2 separate regions of the Sus scrofa genome follow, and region 1 is linked to region 2. The links are chromatin contacts, called in public HiChIP or PLAC-seq maps. All regions are on one chromosome and are shown on one strand. The core of a region is the stretch at or near the end of the contact, and the rest is flanking DNA. Distances in the headings are between cores, read along the strand shown.

Evidence for each region. HiChIP or PLAC-seq counts read pairs in DNA pulled down with a chosen protein or histone mark.
Region 1: an H3K27ac HiChIP or PLAC-seq map of skeletal muscle shows a contact between it and region 2, with 10 times the contacts expected there. The contact joins two enhancer-like sites. A contact is called at or near these places in 3 of 47 Hi-C or Micro-C datasets (embryonic fibroblasts, mesenteric adipose tissue and skeletal muscle) and 1 of 2 datasets of contacts at active chromatin or transcription factors (skeletal muscle).

Annotation. Positions count from the first base shown.
Region 1 is chr15:107,193,978-107,201,176 of Sscrofa11.1, forward strand. No RefSeq gene overlaps it. Among named protein-coding and RNA genes, the nearest start is that of CD28, 69 kb to the left of the region's middle. Within about 2 kb of position 5,929, at least 14 of the 83 cell types and tissues checked have an H3K27ac peak or open chromatin away from gene starts, as enhancers often do. A contact at or near this core is called in skeletal muscle, where this site is marked.
Region 2 is chr15:106,944,404-106,951,032 of Sscrofa11.1, forward strand. The region is part of intron 4 of RAPH1 (ras-associated and pleckstrin homology domains-containing protein 1); the gene reads right to left. Among named protein-coding and RNA genes, the nearest start is that of RAPH1, 50 kb to the right of the region's middle. Within about 2 kb of position 2,883, at least 15 of the 83 cell types and tissues checked have an H3K27ac peak or open chromatin away from gene starts, as enhancers often do. A contact at or near this core is called in skeletal muscle, where this site is marked.

The DNA of each region.
Region 1 (7,199 bases), core at 4,679-7,178, 250 kb after region 2:
GTTATGTGGAAGAAGGATAGCTTCTGAAAGCAGAACTTGAAACAATGAATAATGTTAGTATGAAACAAATTTAAATCTGTTTTGTATAAGAACTTGCTCTCAGATACTTTGTGAGTGTTAAGAGATAATAATTTCTTAAGAGCTTACCATGTGCTAAATTCTTATTTTTGAGATGTAACTAACATGTAACATTGTGTAAGTTTAAGTTGTACAATGTGTTGATTTGATATTCTTGTACATTGAAAAATGACTATCATCATAGCATTAACTAACATCTCCATCACATCATTATAATCACCATTTATTTATTTTTTTTGTGGTGAGAACACAAGATCTGTTCTCTTAGCAACTTTCATGTATATAATACAGTATTATTAACTATAATCACCCTGCTGTACTTTAGACACCCAGAACTAATTTATCTTATAACTAGAAGTTTGTACTCTTTGACCAGCATCTCCCGCTGCTAAATTCTTTTTCTTTTTTGTCTTTTCAGGGCTGCGTCTGTGGCATATGGAAGTTCCCAGGCTAGGGGTCAAATCGGAGCTGTAGCTGCTGGCCTACTCCACAGCCACAGCAATGGCAGATCCAAGTCGTGTCTGTGACCTACACCACAGCTCACAGCAATGCTGGATCCTTAACTCACTGAGTGAGGCCAGGGATCAAACCCCCAACCTCATGGATACTAGTTGGGTTCATTACTGCTGAGTCATGATGGGAACTCCCGTCTGCTAAATTATTTATTTATTTATTTGTTTGTTTATTTATTTATTATTATTTTTTGTCTTTTGAGTTTTTAGGGCCACATCTGAGGCATATGGAAGTTTTCAGGCTAGGGGTTGAATCGGAGCTGTTGCTACCGGCCTATGCCAGAGCCACAGCAACACCAGATCCAAGCCACGTCTGCGACCTATACCACAGCTCATGGCAACGCCGAATCCTTAACCCACTGAGTGAGGCCAGGGATTGAACCCAAAACCTCATTGTTCCTAGTCGGGATTCGTTTCTGCTGCACCCCAGTGGGAACCACCCCCCCTGCTAAATTCTTAATCACTTAGTCATAACACTCTTGAGGTAGTACTAATATAAATATCCTTACTTTTTGAATGGGGAAACCAAGTCTCAGACAGATTAAGTAACTTGCCCAAATGACACACAGATGGTAAGAGGCAGAGTCAGAATTGAATCTTGCTCTTTCTGAACTCAAAGCCCATGCACTTAAACCCTATGTCACACTGCGACATAGAGACCAAACACTTTTTATTGGGTATTATGGACGGATAAGCAGTTCAGCAGGGATATTTCAGAGAGGATTTCTTCATCATGTCTGAAATGGACAGACATGGAAGGCCTTTCATGACGGCAATGGGTGAAAAGCTTTCTGGGAACATTGAGATGTTCTATTAAGCAACTAGTGCTTTTGTGTTGGAAGGTGCTGAGGAAACTTAGGAGTCCTACAGAGAAGCAGAGTTAAACAAAATCCATTTGGGGTCCCGACTTTGCCGTAAGAATGCAGTCGCCACAAGTGGTAAATGGCATTAGGAAATTTGGGAGAGGAAAATGACCCATGGTGCCATATTCTATGTGTGAGAGCTTGGCCGGTACAAAGCAAATCGATACAGTCACCATCAGGAATGTGGCTGGGCGTTCATTGGATGCTCAACATCTCCCCCTGCAGGGCTTGGAAATGCAAATTATCTATCTGTGTGGGCTCTAGTGATTTGTTTAGTTCACACGCGCCCAGATAGGAGCAGGCTCCGGCAGTCTTAGTAATTTTGTCAGGTAGCCATGGAGACACTTTGTTGCTTCAGAAACTCATAGCCTACAAAGGAGGGATAGATTCTGAAAGCACTGGAAATGCATCATAACTCCCTGTCTCTGACTTGGATTTATAAAAGTAAATGTGTAAAACAAATTTGACTGGACCCACATATCCAATCCTATTAAGAAACTCAACTGGACAGAATACAGGGTTACAAGTCTTGCATCTTATAACAAGTAAGTTTTTAATTTTGATTCAAGTGGCCATTCAGGAATTTCTTTCTTCCAAGATTTAAACACTGCAAGAAAAAATGTACACTGTCTAGTTTATAAAAATTTCTACCCTTGTTTAAGTGGTTCAGAGTTCACCAGAGACCACGACAGAACAATATGTCATTTAAATGTAAAACAAAACAGAGTTCACCTATAAGGAGGAGAAAGAGTAAATATATTTAGACCACAGAGTTGAACAGATTGCCATGCTTGGGCTATAACATTTCCATTGCTAAAGCTACAAGAGAAACACAGAGTTATATATTTTTTCATTTTCTGACAACAGGAAGCAAATAAATCTATAAGCAGATAGAATTTTTTCCCCCCAAAACTAAATGAAATTATGAATGAATGGCATGGGGTCCTTGTATAAAACACAAAGGTTTATGGACTGAACAGAATTTAACTTCAGCAGCATAGAGGATACTGAAACACACGTCAGATGGCTCTTGAATCAGCCACCAACAAAGATGGCATCACTTTAAGAAGGAACAATGAGGTCATTTTTTGCAACAGGCATTGTTGATGCAGAGCAAAAATTCTTTTTCCAGGGTCTAAGTTAATAAAGGACTAGAACTGTGAAGCTCAATATTAGGGATTCTCAAGCTTTACTGAGCCACCTTGGGAGCTTGATTAAAAAAGTGGATTCTTAGGCCCTTTTCCCAGAGCTGTGGATTTAGTTGGTCTAGGGCAGAACCCAGAAATGTGCATTTTTAACCCTAACTCCACCAAGTTTTAGAAATGGAGGTTGTCTATGGGTGTGATTTTGAGAAACACAAATGAGATGACATAAATGGATTTGGGGTAGTTGCTGGATCAAGGTCTGATTACAATGAGTGCAAAATCAGCTAGAGGTATTTTACAGCCTCTGTGGAGTTAAAGCTCATCTGCAAGGAGAACGCTCAAGGTCAATGAGAGCCAGTCACTGTGCAAGATGCATTGCTTGCATGTACTGAGCCATTTAAAGAACCAACGAGCCGCAGGCAGTGTTTCTCTTCACAGCACGTTACATTAGATGTCTCCTTAAAGGATCTGTCGTGAATTGCTTAGAGCAACGAGTCTATCCTGTCATTCCAGTTACAGAATTATGTGAGCTTGGTGTTATGTCCAGAGTCCCAGGAATGTTAAGTGTATCCTCAAATGGTTGCATTTTTTCTGTTGCTCATAGTTATGGAACACAGATGTTTATAGGCTGTGTCACCATGGGAAGAATTCATGCTTTGAAGTTCTTTCTCCATCTGAGAATTCTAAACACGCCAGTGGTCGTCATGACCTGGAGGGGCATAGGGGTGATGGACACCAGGGGAGAAGTTGGTGGCTAGATCAGAGAGTTCCTTCAGCTTCTCCCATAGCTGCCGAACACAGGATATGTCCAGCTTTTGAAAACAGACAAAAACCAAACAAAACCCCACCTGGCTCTTTGGGTCAAATAATGGTTAATTTGGGGGGCTTGGTGTTGGAGCATGTGATGGGATATAGTTCAGAGAGCACATGGGAGAGGGGAGAGGAAAAGTACTGGGCATCATCTGAGAGTCTAATCCACAACCCCAAAACCATGGTCGTACATACGACACCTTTGAAGGTCCGCATGAGAGATTTCCAAGTCATAAATCTTAAAAAAAATGTTTTTTCATTATACTGGAACACAGGACATCAATCTTGGGGCAAAGTTTTAGAAAGTAGGGAAGAGTCCAGTCCTCTGGATTCAGACTGCAGACAAGGTTGAAAAATTAAAAATCTTATCAGGCATTTGTTTTGTTTTCTTCTTCACAATACAAGCAATTAACTGTGCCACTCCTCCACCCTCCATCCACTAAATGGCTGATTTAACAGCTATTTCAGTTCAACACTCTGATTTTCATAATTTACCGTTTAACATCTGGCTCTGTTCATATTATCAATTCTAAGTGCTAAGAATATGTTTAAATCAACTAAAATATTTCCATAGTGTTCTATTTAGGGAATTTTTCTCTGCCTGTCTTTTAACCTCCTAAAGGCAGCCAACCTATTAGTTAAAGTATTTTGGCACACTAAAACGATGAATGGTTTTCAAAGCTTGGAAAATGGAAAACTTCAGAGAAATCACAACCATATCCAGCTTGTAATGCTGTTTATGTACTTTCTGTGGGATGTATAACTTCATCCTGTGGAAGGATTTCCTTCACTCTGAATACCCCAAGGTGTCTGACTGATTTCCCTCTTCCTTTGGGGCTGTTTGTGTTTAAAAAAGAATGCCCAAGAGAAGGATAACCATCTTGCTGTTGCTTTATGGACACGCATGCATTCTCGAACAATTTCTGTCCTCTCTTCCTCATAAGTGATGAGATGAAGAATGGAGTTTAAGCGCATCATCAAAATTGCACAGTAAGTGGCCAGGGGTCTCTCAAATGGCACTAATAGAAGCTGAATTACCAGAGGAGGGGCACGCAGCTGGAAGTTAGATATTGCATCATCTGGCCTTCCTCTGCTGAACAAAGAAAATCATTTTGTAAAGTATTTACAGATGCTCTTATTTCCAGTGACATAGTGCATTTGTTTAATTGGAAGTTTTTCATCTGAAACTTTGAAATTTTCCTTAGTATGGAAAACCCCGTAACAATTCATGGGACCCTGGTGTATACTGGAGGAAAAAAGTGTTGAATCTTAAAGCTAACCCAACAATTTGCATAACCTCCAGAGGCTGATTATTCTGGGACATTTCCATTTATTTATTTATTTATTTATTTAATAACATAGATGATCTGTCTTTATGACAAAGAGAAGATCTAGAAAAATGGTCTCTGTAGCCATGACACTTTTCCTGCTGTGTGGTTTTCAATCTTTATTAGACACTACAGTGTGAATATTCAAACCGATATTCTTGGGAATTGTGAATTTCTGCAGGAAAGCAAGGATCAAGATGGATTTCCAAATGAAAGATACTGTTGTCATTTATTAGTTTATTAGCTTATTCATTTGGAGATTCCTCCAAAGAATCTCATTTTGGGAGTTCCCGTTGTGGCTGAGTGGTTAACAATCCAACTAGTAACCATGGCAACAGGGGTTTGATCCCTGGCCTTGCTCAGTGGGTTAAGGATCTGGCATTGCTGTGGCTGTGGTGCAGGCTGGTGGCTGTAGCTCCCATTCGACCCCTAGCCTGGGAACATCCATATGCCACGGGTGTGGCCCTAAAAAGACAAAGAAAAAAGAACCCAAAAGAATCCCATTTTATGCAGAGCCACAGAGACAGATGACGCAAATCTAAATATTTTCATATTTAATGTAAAGACTAGTGGTAAACACACTGTTGGCTTATTTTATGACCATGAATCAATTGCTCAGGAAACAATCCTTCAGTTGAATAAAGGAAAAGGGGTAGCATCTCCACGAGCCAGTTCAAATAATGAATTGATTGCCCCGCCACCCTTCTTTATCCTGTAGGAAAGTAGCCTGCAGAAAGGACAAGCAGGCACACTCTCGAAGCAAGCCAAGGGACACAAAAAGCAAACCAGCTGAATAGTATCTCCACTGAAGTCACTCCTATCTTTCCAATTCAGGATCTTGGGGGAATTTTTCTGTATATCTCCTGACAGACCCAAATAAACAGGAATACCAGGAAGAGTTTGTTCAGAGAGGTTAGTTTCAGTTTTCCAGTTTCTTGGAATTGATGGCCAGTGTTATTCCCTTCCACATGATGATTCACCCCTCCAACCCCCTCCTTTCTCTTTGGCTTCATTTCTCATTAGCGTAAGAGCTGGATAAAATATGTGTTGCATTGGAGTCAGATTAAATCAATCAACCAGCCAAAATGTGTTTATTAACTATTCAGAAAATGGCCTGTGCTGGGTTCTGTGCTGGGATCATGTGGAAGTGCCAGCCACGATCCTTTTCAATAGAAACGTAGATTTTTCTGTTCAAGATCATTAGGGTCCTTCTGTTCTAGCCAAGTCCATTCCCTTGCTGTCCATACACAGGACTCAGATTTCGTCCTCTGGAAAATTGCTGGGCTTGGACCTGAAATGCCTTCCCCACATCATTCTGGCAATTCATATTTTTCCAAGAATAGCTCAAAATTCAGGTCTTTCTAAAAGACTTTACAGATGAAACTTATCCCACTTTTATTTTTCTGTGTCACCTCTGCAGCTATGTTAGTTCCCAATCTGTATGTTCTTTGCGGATTCTTTGAATATGGACCATATCCATTATGGTGTCTCAAGTGTTTAAAAAAGCCCATTAAGGAAGTCCATAACATGATAACTACATAGCTCTATTTATTTTTAGTAACAGGGTTGATCTAAAAACTCATCCTGCCATTATTGGAAATAAAAGTATGACTGTCTTTTAAGCTTCTCCCTCTTGTGACATTATCTCTTTATCACCTTTTCCACAGAACGGTATCTTTTGCTTGAGGAGTAATAACAAGAAGCTTCTAAGAATTTGGTAGTACTTTGAAACAAATTTGTCTAAAAATTTCTTCAAAGATAATTTATATGAATATACTTGTCAACAGCATCTTTGTAATTGATGCTACATCAGAGAAAGTTAACCACACTTGTATCTGTGGATTGGGCACCCATTGGCATAGTTCCCCAAGCTCTTGGGGAATTTTCTGCCCTCTGACTGGGAAGCACTGGTTTAAAATATATGTCCTTTGACTGAACTTAGTGGAGTCGTATGGCACAATTTTAGAGGGACTCATATCAAGACAAGTGCCAGACCTTGTAAGATAATCTTTTAACTTTAAATTTAGGCTCTGAATTTTATTTCCTTATTTACTTCTTAATTTTCTTTCTCTGTTCCTCTCTCCTCCTTCCTTCCTTTCTTTTCTTTTTCCTCTTATATGCTTAATTGAATGTCTTGACCCTTTTTTAAAATTATTACTAAAGCATAGTTGATTTATAATATTGTGCCGATTTCTGCTGCACAGCAAAGTGAGCCAGTCATACATATAAATACATATATATGATATATATATATATATCTTCCAAAATGGAGCTCTTTGAATGATATATTAAGTCCAGCTCATTTTGGCTAATGCTAAAGGCAGACTTGAACCTTGTAAATAAGAGTAATAATCGTTTGCGCAAGGTTTACCATGTGTTAGACAAAAGCTTTACATGTATTAGCTCATTTAGCTCTTATTCCTCTAGGAGGTAACTATTGTTATAATAATAATAATTATTAGT
Region 2 (6,629 bases), core at 1,633-4,132:
GAAAAAGATCACTGAAATGAATCATTGAAAACAAAACAGTAATGAAAAGTTGCATGCACCTCATATTATGCAAAAACGGAAAAGGTAAGAACCCGATAATCCTAACCCTTGATAAGTGAAGGATAACCTTCTTCTAGTTCTGGACAGTAGAGTACTATGAGAGAACTATGCAGAAAAATTGTCCAGGACCAATTCATGCTTTGAACCTCAGCTGGGCCTTAACTGCTTTTTGGCAGTACTCAATCTTTTCTTCTAAATCATTCCCTCTAAGCTTGTTCTACATAGTTTCCAAGCAGTTCAAGTTTCTAGTTTCACCCTTCCACCTCTTAATCTGACCTTATTTCCCTCCATTACTAAGAAATCATATCTTATTGTGAAGATTTTCATCCTTAAACTGCATCCTATAACTTCATCCGTATTCTCACCCTTCTCTCCAGTCCTATACGAATAAATTCTCCCTTTTCCCTGCCAGAGTTAACCATGTCCTAGAGCCCATGTACTCTCCCTCTAACATCTATTTCTGATACTCAACTGGTCCAGCTTATTGGGGGTGGAAGGACAGAAAAATATGCAATTCTTCTGGGTACTCTCCTTTTCTTAAACTATCATTTTCTACTTTTCACTGCCAAGTTCCCTGAATTCAGCTACAGTGTACCTCTTACACTTATCCCTTAATTCCCTGCAATCTAGCATCCACCTTTCTTCCCCAAAGTCTTCATCCTTTGAGTTGTAATGCATTCTGTAATTAATTCTCAAAGTTATCAATGACCTTTTAACTAAGGTTTCTGTCTTTCCTACTATAGTACTTCTTTCCCTGTACTTTGGTTGTCTGTACTGAAACCCTTCTCCTCATATGATAAATTATAATCTCATGAGGACATTGTGTATTATGGTCACAGGTTTTTTTTTTTTTTTTAACCCCTTATGACCCAACACAATGCCTAGGTGCCCAAATACTTATGGAATGTATGAATAACTATTTCTTCCTGGCCTTCATGCCACTTGCCCGGCCAGATCAAGACTGTTTTTACTTTTCCTTCTCTACATTTTCTCATTCAACATATTCTACAGCACTGTGTCAATCACTGCACCCATGGGAAGACTACTATATCTGTATTGCCAGTATCCTCATGCTTAGGAAATAAAGACTTAAATATTAAGGGCTAAAAGGGCAGGATAAAGGCAACCAACTCTCAAATAGTCCAGGAAAAAAAATGTATACTTAGAAAAATAATAAAGTAAATGTGGCAAAACATTAAAAACTAGTGGATCTAAGTAGCGAGTTCTTTGTGCTACTCATTCAAATTTTTGTAAATTGACATTTCAAAATAAAAAGGTTTTAAAAAATCTATTCTCTCTAGATTTAATCTCACACAATCTTCCATCATATTTCCAAATGCTTATTTTTTTTCTAAGTCAAAATCCAAAGTGTTCAACAAGAGATGGCTGCCTTTGTGTCATGCTAAACAGTATGATGGAACATTTTATTAAAATTCAATACATTCTTACCAAAGAATGAATACATGCATGTGAAGTAACAAAAACAACAGGAAAAGTGCATATGCAAAGATCAAATGTTACCTTAATAAAGATGAAAAGGGATTATGAAAATGATAGAAAGTTTATTTAATGTTAAATAGGTTCCATTTCCATAAAATATTTAAATACGACAAAAAAGTTACCCCCTTTTCTTCATCACTACTTTCATAAATGTCAAAACTGTGCTCAAAACACTTAAGAAAAGCGAATGCAAAGGTCAATTCTGCACATAAGTTTTGCTCCACACCTTCTCAGATTCAAAAACTTTCATTTGTTATAAATCTATCAAGTTCTCCATCAATCTCTCAAAAGCTCTCCACAAACCTCTGCAAAGTAAGTCATGGGTCACTACTTTCTTGAATTGAATCTTGTGGAGGAGGGGGTATAGAAAAGCACTGATCTGAATATGGGAGCCAAACCATAATCAAGAAATAGCCCTGTGCCAAAGTGGTGGTTATAAAATAAAACTCTTCCTTTTGATAGTTAACACCTTAGATTACAACTGCAAGAAACTGGAAGTTTGTGAGCACACATTAATGTTTCAATAAAACAGATTCACATCCATCTCTTTCTGACAAGTATATGTGCTCTTCACAAATACTGCAAATAAGCAGAACATGATGGTTAAGAATCCAGACCCTGGGGCCTGAGTGCCTGCGTTCAAGCCCCAGCTCAGCCATTTACCGGCAATGTGACTCCAGGCTTACATTTAACCTGTTTCTTCATGTGTAAAATGGTGTAACGGTAACATTTATTTTCAAGGGCTGCTAAAATAATTAAATGAGTAATAAGAACATTACTATTATGACACGAGTGGGAAACCACCAGCCCTCATCTGAATTTTTAAGCTTCAATTCATTTAGATTAGAGCTAGTTTATAGTTGTTAAATTTTAACAATATATTCGGGATTACACTAACACACCACAAGGTGGAGATGTTACTGCATAAATCTCTTTGCCTTCTTTTTTTTTTTTTTTCAACTTTTTTTTTTTTTTTTGGTCTTTTTTTGTTGTTGTTGTTGTTGTTATTTCTTGGGCCGCTCCCGCGGCATATGGAGGTTCCCAGGCTAGGGGTTGAATCGGAGCTGTAGCCACCGGCCTACGCCAGAGTCACAGCAACGCGGGATCCGAGCCGCGTCTGCAATCTACACCACAGCTCACGGCAACGCCGGATCGTTAACCCACTGAGCAAGGGCAGGGATCGAACCCGCAACCTCATGGTTCCTAGTCGGATTCGTTAACCATTGCGCCACGACGGGAACTCCTCTTTGCCTTCTTAATACCATCCAGTTCTGCCTCCAGGTCTGGATCTGAGAAGTACTGGTCGGTCTATTCTTGCCTTACTTCCTCAATTCTGTGATGAAGCAGCAGGTACTGCTGTATGAACTCTACAATCAGACTGTCTGGGTTTAAATCATCGGGAAAGTTATCTTTCATTGTAAAATAGAGATAATGGTACCTATTCCACTATGCACTGTACAGATTCAGGGGGTTAAGTCATGTAAAGCAAAATGTCCCAAACAGACTAAGCACTCAGTAGAGCAGCTGATATTATTTTCTATTCCCCCTTCTCTTCTTTAAGACCTAAAACCAAATAAAGATGCTTTTTTTTTTTTTACTTCCTCATGGAAATATTGCACAAATTTCTAAGAAATCCACACACTAAGGAACAGGGCACACATGCCAGTATTCTCTGGGTTTTGTGTTCTGAGAACCAGGCTTTTCCTTTGGCTTTCACCGAATTCAGATCTTCTTTCATAGGATACCCATTCCTTCTATAAATCTCACTAGGCCAGTGAAATCTAGAACTAAACACCAAGTTGGTACATGTGAATAAATTTAAGCGAGATACTGCAACATGACCCTTAGAATTTTTGAATAAATGTCGCTGTAATAACTAATAGCTCCGATCTTTTAGTCCCGTAAGCCTCTTAAAGTTTCAGAAAGCCCCATGCCCCCCTCCCCAAATCTGGTTAATAGTTCAGAGCAAAAGGTTGTTTGCTAAGAATAATTTGGGACTTCAGTGCCAGTGCCACCTGATGTTACAATAAACACAATCGCCATTTTCCTTCCAATACTTCAGAATTTCTGCACACCTTAATTCTGTAACAGTTCTGAAGAGTGAAAGAAGCAAAGAAATTACACTGAAGCTATGATATGCTGTGTTGCCTACATCACAAGTTATAATGTGTGTCCATGAAAGATTTCATTAAAAAAAACAAAACAAACATATGAGGGGGAAATATACAACACTGAAAAGTTTTAGTAGCTCATATACTCAGGAATATTTTCCTATCAAAAAATTTATAATACAATCATCAAGTATCCTTATAGACTCAGCAAAACTTTTTGAATCCACCATCAACTTCAGGCAAAGCATCTAAAAGCATTTTCTTTCATTGGGAAAATACAGTTTCATGTATAAAATTCCAAATTCAGAAGAATCATTAGTTTATACCCTATGAGAAAATAAAGGTCTGTTTTGCCATTAACCTTGTAACAGTAAATTCTACTTTATATGAAGTTATAACATGAGATTACTACTTAAATTTGCAAACTGCTGTCTTACTGAAAAGTACTGTTTTATCAGTTACTGTGACTAAAGTACCAGTAAGTCAGCTGCAGCATATACCTCACATTGCTTTAGATAATAAAGAGCCCTTATTAGAATTTACTTCAACTACAATGAATTCTAATTTTAAAAACTTGGCAAATGAACATTACTGGTGGATTTCAAAAGAATATTAACTAAAAACATTCTATAATTCATTTTTATGTTTATCCATGGAAAATATTTTTCTGCTAAAGCCTTCTTTAACATTTAGGAAATAATCATTCTTGATAATCTGCTTCAGTTTATTTTTTTTTTAAGATACTGATAAAAGTTGGGAGACAGATGTTGTAGTTTTGGAATTCAAATACAGACTTACCAGTTTTTTGACCTACTTAATCTCTTTTTTGGAATAATGCCCCTACCAAAGGGATAGTGGGAGGCTTAAATGAGATAACGCATGTCAAGTGCCTGGAAGCAGAGTATTTCAACAAAAATCAAGGAAAAAAAGCCCAAGGGAAAAAGACATACTGTTGTGCAATTATACTTCTGGCTTCAGAGAGCAAGGAGGTAGAAAGATAAGCTACAGAGCTACTTTATTTTTAGATAGTTTACATATCCACATCCCCAAGATGAAATAGTACCAACCTCAAATTGATTTTTCTAATTGGTATTTCTGTCACCGAAATTTAGTGAAAGTAACTATTCTGTCCTGGGTTTCTTTAAAACAGGTATAATTATTGCCTCAAAAGAACTTAGTTGTTAAGAAAAAAAATTTACTATCAGAGTTTTCACATGTTACTTCATTTGTAGCACTCCATCCACCATCTTGAAAGAAAACAATTGCTGATAATTTTAAAGTACAAGACTTCTAGACAAAGATGTATGGCACACATGCATATATTTAAATGTTAATTCAAATAATCTGATTGCTTCCTATGAGCCAAATAATGTTCTAGATGCTAAGGATACATTAAGAATCAAAGAAATGTTTTAAAAAACTCCTCTCCCCATGGAGCTAATATTCAAGTGAGAGAAGATAGATGAGCAAAATTTTTAAAAAGTAAAATATATAATATTTTAAAAGGTGACAAAAATAGTAATATAAAGCAGAAAAGGTAGATAAAAAATAAACACAGGGCAGAGGAAGAAGAGCTCAGCTTTAAAATAGGGTGATTACAGAGGCCTCGCTGGCACATGACATTTGAGCAATCCCTAAAGGCAATTAGGGGGTCTATCATGGGGAAGGGCATCCAGGCCGAGACACAAGTGCAAAGGTTCCGAGGTGGGCTCTGACTTGTGGCAAAGAACAACTGAGAGGCAGTATGGCTGACAAGGTAAAGGAGGGAGAGAAGAAAGACACAGAGGGGCAGGGAATAGGAAGGTAGATTTGGTAAGGTCCTGCAGGCCACTGTAGGGATTTTGGCTTTATACCGAGTAGAATATAAAGCCTTTGGATATGAAAAGAGGAGAGGCAAGATCTGACTTATCTGTAATAGGACCCCTCTGGCTGTCATGTGGATAAGAGACTAATGGAAAGGTAAACACAGAAAACTAGCTGGAAGGCTATTGCAAAAGTCTATACCAAGGTGATGTTGGATTGAAGGTAGTAAAGGCAGTGAAAAGCGATCAAATTCTGGATATAGTCTGAAGTTAAGACCGTAGAATTTGCTGCTGGATTGGAAGCAGGGTGGAAAAAGGAATAAAGACACTAAGGATTTTTGCCTGATGAACTGGAAGGACGGAATAGCCATTAACTAAGATGGAGAAGACCGTGGGAGGAATAAGTTTGGGAGAAAAGATCAGGGCTTCAATTTCAGACCAGTTAAATCTGAGCTATCTATTAAACAAGCAAATGGAGATATTGATTAGATGTATGAGCCTGGAATTCAGGGGGAGGGACACTGGCTAAAGAAACCTGTATTTCCTTGAATCTAAGATGATTTAATAGTACTTTATTGATCTTTATCAGAAACTGTCAACGACAGCTTCACACAACACAGTATCACTGCCATTTACTAACTGTGAGTGACAGGTGCCACCTGGTTTTAGAACATGGCTTCTCAATCTTGGCACTATTTTGGGTCAGATAATTTTTTGTTATGGGGGCTGTCAGATTTTAGGATTGTAGAAGCACCCCTGGCCTCTACCCACCAGATACCAATAGCACCCTTCTATCACTGTCAGCCAAAAATGTCTCCAGAGTGACCTCTGGGAGGCAAAAATAGCTCCTAGTTGAGCACCATGGTTTTAAAGGGACTAAAATGTAGGAGGGAAAGTATGACTTAAATAAATGAAGTATTAAAATTTGGGAGTTGTCAGTGCGTAAGATCACAAAAGGAGTAGATGCAGACAGAAAGGTTTTCTGAGGACTGCAGCTTCAGGGCACTCCAAGGTCAAGAGATTGTAGGAGACTGAGAACAGCCAATGAGGTAGGTCCGCTCGCTCTTCAAATCGCACCCAAACAAAGACGAAGAATTTTGTTGCTGTTGTTTTAAAGACAAACTCAAAAGAAGACCTGTCAAAATTTTGGAAGCTA